Linked DNA regions of Sus scrofa: region 2 is linked to region 1. A link is a contact called in public HiChIP or PLAC-seq data. All regions are on one chromosome and are shown on one strand. The core of a region is the stretch at or near the end of the contact, and the rest is flanking DNA. Distances in the headings are between cores, read along the strand shown. Region 1 has its middle 60 kb from the start of PPBP. Region 2 has its middle 10 kb from the start of MTHFD2L.

Region 1 (3,308 bases), core at 577-3,076:
AGCTAAGAGAAGCCAGAGAAGAGGAAGAAGAAAAGAATAGTCTCTCTTCTCAGCAGATAAGAAATAGCTGAGGTTGCGGGCTAGGCTTGCCATCGTGACTGTGTCAGACAGAGCGAGAAAGGGACAGTTACATGGTGAATTGAATCTACCAATGACCTCTTGAACAGGCAACCTTTTATCATCATTTCTGTGTTCTAGCACAGAGGTCTGCCTGTTCATCAGAGTTAAGGGCAGGCATGATGGTCGTTTTCAGGGAACTTACGAATAGTACCCCCTCACAATTTCCTGAAATGTGAGTCTTGATCCAGTTAAGATAAGAAAATGTAAGTTAAATAAGAGACCAAAATCTCACCTTTACTAACAAGAAAGCTGATGTTAGAGCTTGTGTTTTATATCTGTGAGTAGGTGAACTTCCGAAACTTGATCCCCAGAATTAGGCAGATGAACCTACCCTGGCATAAAGTGGCTTGGAAAATCTCATACTTCTCCTGTGGGGTAACCTTCCCATACCCAGGAGAGAGCACAGCAGATCATGTCCTGTAGGTGAGCAAGTCACTCCCCCGCGAAAACTGAGAGGGAAGTGTTAAGTCATACAAGGCCTGTTAATTTATTACAAACGCACCCACTTAAATAGGTTAGTTTTCCTCTCAGAAGCTGAGACATTGGACTGGTTAACCTCACAATACCCCCTCTTCTTCTCCATAGGTAGATACCTCATGAGGGCGTAGAAGCAAGTTTACAGGTAAAATACCTGCTTTTCCTGAGCTGTACAACCTACAGTTCAACCTGTACCACCACCTGTGATCTGTTCTTTGGCGGTAGGTTGGGTGCCAGGTTCTTCACCTTCGTACATTACAACTCCCCTGGGTCAATACTGAGATGGATCAAGAAAGGATATAATAAGGAAACTGACCTTTATGAAGGCAGTATTTTATACCCATTTTTTTTACTGAATGGAAAAAAAATGGAGCTTTAAAGATGTTAAGCTCCATTCCACATTCCAATATTTCTAAGAAGTATATTTTATCACCTTTTCACATCCCTGAAATCACAATATGCTTACTGCTAATGGAAAACAGAGATTATTTGACTGACTTTTCCCTTTCTAAATGGTACATACAATAAGAATGTCATAGCCCATAGTATCTCAGATTCGATAAGTAGCTAATAAATGATGATCCTAGAATTTATCCTCTGGGTTGGGTGATTTAAAACCTTAGGTTATTTTCTGGCTGCAATAATATTCCCCTAAAATACACAAGCAGTTAAGGCACCATACATTTCCTGTTCTTTCCCCACCTCATTTCATTTATTGTCGTTCAGTTTAGTGTTTGGTCTTGCTTGGCTCCATCTGTATAGAATTATGCTCCCCAGGAGCCAAATTCCTTCTTTCCTTGTGAACTGGAGGCTGCTTAATGTGTTCTGTGAGGTAGACAGAGGAAACATGTTTGTTATCACAAGTTGAACTAACGGTGATTGAATGTTCCTGCAGCTGGGTCTTGTTAGAAGTTAAAAACTTGGGCTGTCACATTACTTTATGTAAACCCTACTTAAGTGGAATGTGAGGGAAAAGACTTGGGAACTTTTTTTATTGCTCAAGACTATTCTTTGTTGCAATTGAGAAATGTGGGAAATAACTGAAGTGATTAATATTACGGATGGTTTCTCAAGCCGTACTTTGAAATTGTTTTCAATTAAATAAATCTTAAGTGTCTGCTTTGTGCAAACCATGAACTAATTGCTTCAGGGGATAAGATATGCCACCTGCCATCAAGAATCTACATGATCTGAAAAGGGAACCGCTGAGTGCATGCCGCTGAATGACTAAAGGATGGGGGAGTAAGAGAGGGTCAGAGAGATGATACGGGGTTTTGAAGGAGGAAGAAATCACATGTGTATAAGGCGATCAAGAAGAGCATTGCAGAAGCAAATAGCAGAGCTTTGAAAACTTGGGTAAAATTTTTCTCAAGTAAGTATGGGAGCGTGACTTCCAGTTTCCAACAATAGCAGGTTATTTGGATCCTGTCCTGCAAAAATAAATAAATAAATAAATAAATAAAATAAAATAAAATAAATAAAAATAGTAAATAAAACATTAAGAAATCTTTCAATAATTGAGTAAAAAATGAATTGCTAGGTTAAAATTCGAAGAACATCTGGAAATCAGGTAAATGAATGGAGTATGCAAGACCCCTTTGTCCTAACGAGATTTGTTAATTACCCCAAGTTTTTGTTGTTGTTGTTGTTTTGTTTTGTTTTGTCTTTTTGCCATTTCTTGGGCCGCCCCAGCGGCATATGGAGGTTCCCAGGCTAGGAGTCCAATCGGAGCTGTAGCCACCGGCCTACACCACAGCCACTGCAACGCGGGATCTGAGCTGAATCTGCAAACTACACCACAGCTCAGGGCAACGCCAGATCCTTAATCCACTGAGCAAGGCCAGGGATCAACCCGCAACCTCGTGGTTTCTAGTCAGATTCATTAATCACCGAGCCAGGAGGGGAATTTCTCTTACCCCAAGTTGAATGTTATTTTGAACTCCTATGGATAATGGCCAGCCTAATAAAAGACTGCCTTGGATAAGTTCATAACCTAGGAGATGGCACAGACAGAATACAGAAGAACCAGGTGTAAATTAGCTCATATTTCACTTTGGATGATAAAGCATGGGTAATATTAAACCTCAAACTAAGACTTAAGGTGATCCCAGACCAGTGGCAATATGGAGCACAAACCAAGGTGGAGAAAGGCAAGGAGCAGCACATGGGCATGCGTGCTAGCAAGTTCAGTACATTCTCTTCACTCTTGTTAAGAATAAGACCATATCAAGGCGGAAACTGAGAATGTGTAAGGGTGCGCGTGTGCACAATGTGTGTCTCAGTGACACTATAAAGTGATACTTTGCCTCTAGCTATTACTTTTTTTTTAAGCTGGTAACTTCAATGATAAGAAATATGCTTGCATTTGTAATTTTCTCAAATTAAGTCTATGGCCATACCATGCCAAACATGTCTGAACCTGTCTGTAATTTTCTCAAATTAAGGTGGCAGGTGAATATTTAAGTAAAAAATATCCAGTTGAAAGTTTTACCCCTGTCACACATCTTTCCTGTCATGAGATAATTTCTCTTATTCTAATAGTACTGAGTATTGAGTGTTGAGCCATTTCAAAGAATTTCTGTCTTCAAAATACACTAATCATGGGACTCCCCTTGTGGTGCAACAGATTAAGGATCCTGCATTGTCACTGCCTTGGCCCGGGTCACTGCTGTGGCAGGGGTTCAGCCCATGGCCAGGAAACTTCCACATGC
Region 2 (3,308 bases), core at 491-2,990, 88 kb before region 1:
AAGAAATGCACCTCACCCAGAAATACACAGAGGGTCTCTTTCTGGAGGTTTTGTCTCAACATCCCGTAGAATCTGGGTGTAACCAGGGTGGAGCTGGCCTCACCAAGGCAGAAGTCATGAAAGAAAAGGGAGATAATGATCCTGGCATCAAGGTTTGGCTCTGCGCTGAACAGGTTTCATAACCTTGGGCAAGTCAGTTAATTTCCTTTTGCCTCACTTCCTGTCACTAGCAAATCGCAGTGGAAAGAAAACGATTAGACTGACTAGGACCCTTCATTAGCTGAGAAACATCTGGAAGGCCCAAGAAAACCCTCCTATAGCAGGGGATGTACAAACTAAGAGCCAGGGAATAAGTAAGAAGTCACCAGATGAACATAAGTAGGAGGTGATAAGATGAAAGATGTACCAGTTAGAGGGAAGAGCATCTGTAAGACCCTGAGCTCAAACAGAAATTGTGTTTGCAGAGAACCAAGAAGTGATTCGATATTCTAGAACATAGTTTTCTAGGGATGAAGTGAGAAAACCTAAAGTGTAAGCCGTTAAGTCATTTGCTCCAGGTCACATGGCTAATAAGGGTCCGATCTCTGAGTTGAGCACGCATGTCTGCACCAGGACCTGCATATAAACGAATTGTGTACAGCTTCTCTATAGTACCATACAAACAGGAGAAGATCATGACCGAGGGCAAAACAGGCCTAATATTCCCCAGTGTCTCTAGGAGATTATAGAGTGAATATTCACTTGATCTTAAAAAGAAAAATAAAGGTGAGAATGCCAAAATGATCACCATTACGTATATAGAATTAGGTCACTAAAGTAAGGAAGCTAAACTTAGTCAAATCATTCAACAGATAACCTATGAACCTTTGTTTCTACTCTTGTCCTATGCAAATAGAGAGAGCAACTTAATATGAATTTTATGACTAATGCAAAAAAAAAGGGTGTTTTATTTTGTTTTTTTTTTTCCTTTTAGGGCCACCCTTGCAGCATATGGAAGTTCCCGGGCTAGGGGTCTAATCAGAGATGAAGCTGCTGGCCTATTCCACAGCCATAGCAACACCAGATCTGAGCTGCATCTGCCACCTATACTGCAGCTTATGGCAGTGCTGGATCCTTAATCCACTGAGCAAGGCCAGGGATCCAACCCACATCTTCAAGGATACTAGCTGGGTTTGTTTCCACTGTGCCACAATGGGAACTCCAACAAACTTTTAATTATTAGTTTTCTTTTTAAAACCTGCTTTCTACTGACTAAATTTTTACTGAACTCTGAAAACCCCTGGTCATTGCGATTATTTTACAAACAAAACAAAACCCCAATCAGATCAATTCAGTTTTATATGGACTTAATATTGGGGTGAACTGTGTTATATATACCACTCAGCATTGACTCATGGAAGGTTACACTGATTGAAGAGCTCATCTTTGTCCTCTGCGTTCTATTGTTTTACTGTGAGGTGACAAGATGTGGAATTATTTCTGTTGGTCGTGCATGTGATTTGTTGGGCCCCTGAATCAGAGGCTTGTTGTCTTTGATGGCCATGGAGCTGCATCACTCATAGCCACTTACAGTAGAACCTTCCGCAGGAGTTCAGGGGATGTCCCAGGGTGGCAGGCGGCTTAACAGTGTCCTTTACTAGTGCTCTTCTCATTTTGATATTGTTTCTGTATACTTCTCTGCTGGCCTTCCCTGTACTTCCCCACTGCAGATGTGCTCTGCAATCCTTGTCACAGAGTCTGCTCTCATTATTCCTTTTCTACCCAATGCTTTATCAGCTGTGGGGGAAGTTGAACCTTCAGCCACACTGTGTTGGAGTTCAAGGATTTCCTCCAAAGGAGGAAGAGGAGGGAGGACATTTTGCTTAATTTTTTCCTAGTAATATACCTATGTTTTGATCTGCAAAAGACAACTTACAGACATTATAATCACTCACATGTCTGATAGAGGTAACAGGTCTCATTACATAAAAGGCATAGTTGTAATTCAAATCTAGAGCAGAGCTTTTGTTTAAATAGGAATCTATTTACGAAGAAAAATGTTTGCCTCAAGATACTTTGGCATGTACTGTACCTGTCTTTCTCTTTTTGATAATGATCATCACCCATACATTTTCAAGAGCCAAACAAATTAATGTTCTTTCACTGTGACTCTAAAAGGAGACTATTTGAATGACTAAAAGTGGAAGCACTGCCTTTAAAAATTGATTTATTTAAAATTCTAAGGTAGGAGTTCCTGTCGTGGCGCAGTGGTTAACGAATCTGACTAGGAACCACGAGGTTGTGGGTTTGATCCCTGGCCTTGCTCAGTGCGTTAAGGATCCGGCATTGCCGTGAGCTGTGGCGTAGGTTGCAGACACGGTTCAGATCCCACGTTGCTGTGGCTCTGGCGTAGGCCAGCAGCTACAGCTCCGATTAGACCCCCTAGCCTGGGAACCTCCATATGCCCCTGGAGTGGCCCTAGAAAAAGCAAAAAGACAAAAATAACATAACATAACATAACATAAATAAAATAAATAAAATAAAATAAAATAAAATTCTAAGGTAATTTAATGTTACTGAGTGAGCTTTCAAAAACAACTACAAAACATATGTATTTCAAACTAAATTTGTCTCAGATATCACACTAACCGTATACTTAGAATACAATGTTCTGTATCTACTACCACAATTTTCTACCATCGACCATAAATAATGTCAGTTACAATGTAAGGTAGGACCTTTGTAGCCATAAGCCAATCAGAACACATTATTAATATGTATGTAATATGTACTATGTACAAGGTTCCTTGCTGAATCAGAGCTACAGCTGTCAGCCTACACCACAGCCACAACCACAGTAACGCTGGATCCTTAGTCCACTGAACAAGGCCAGGGATTGAACCTGCGTCCTCATGGATGAGAGTCAGATTAGTTTCCCCTGAGCCACGACAGGAACTCCATGTGTTCTGTGTTAGGTTTGGGAACCTACACAAGTATCTTCCAAGCTCCCACGAAAGACTATTTACAATATCTTGTTGAGCATTATCTCTCTGGCAATCTTTTTGGTCTATTTTTGTTTGTTCATTTTGCTTTTAGAATCTCATTAAGATCTCACTTATTATTGGAAAGGGAGAGTATACTTTGTTCAAATCACAAGAAAGTACTGTGTCCTATTTAATTAATCCTGACATTGCCAACTGCTGTTCCTAGACCACAGGGCTCTACCTGCATTTCCAGGATTCCTCAGTGTTCATTAGGCTCAGACATAACCATCTCACCTTAATTTGAACTCAGAGTGGAAATTCCAGGATTTGAAAAGAAGGTAATTC

The links. HiChIP or PLAC-seq counts read pairs in DNA pulled down with a chosen protein or histone mark.
Region 2: a contact with region 1 is called in an H3K27ac HiChIP or PLAC-seq map of alveolar macrophages. The contact joins two enhancer-like sites. A contact is called at or near these places in 2 of 47 Hi-C or Micro-C datasets (liver and skeletal muscle) and 1 of 2 datasets of contacts at active chromatin or transcription factors (alveolar macrophages).

The regions. Positions count from the first base shown.
Region 1 is chr8:70,079,944-70,083,251 of Sscrofa11.1, reverse strand. No RefSeq gene overlaps it. Among named protein-coding and RNA genes, the nearest start is that of PPBP, 60 kb to the right of the region's middle. Within about 2 kb of position 1,826, at least 5 of the 83 cell types and tissues checked have an H3K27ac peak or open chromatin away from gene starts, as enhancers often do. A contact at or near this core is called in alveolar macrophages, where this site is marked.
Region 2 is chr8:70,167,778-70,171,085 of Sscrofa11.1, reverse strand. No RefSeq gene overlaps it. Among named protein-coding and RNA genes, the nearest start is that of MTHFD2L, 10 kb to the left of the region's middle. Within about 2 kb of position 1,740, at least 2 of the 83 cell types and tissues checked have an H3K27ac peak or open chromatin away from gene starts, as enhancers often do. A contact at or near this core is called in alveolar macrophages, where this site is marked.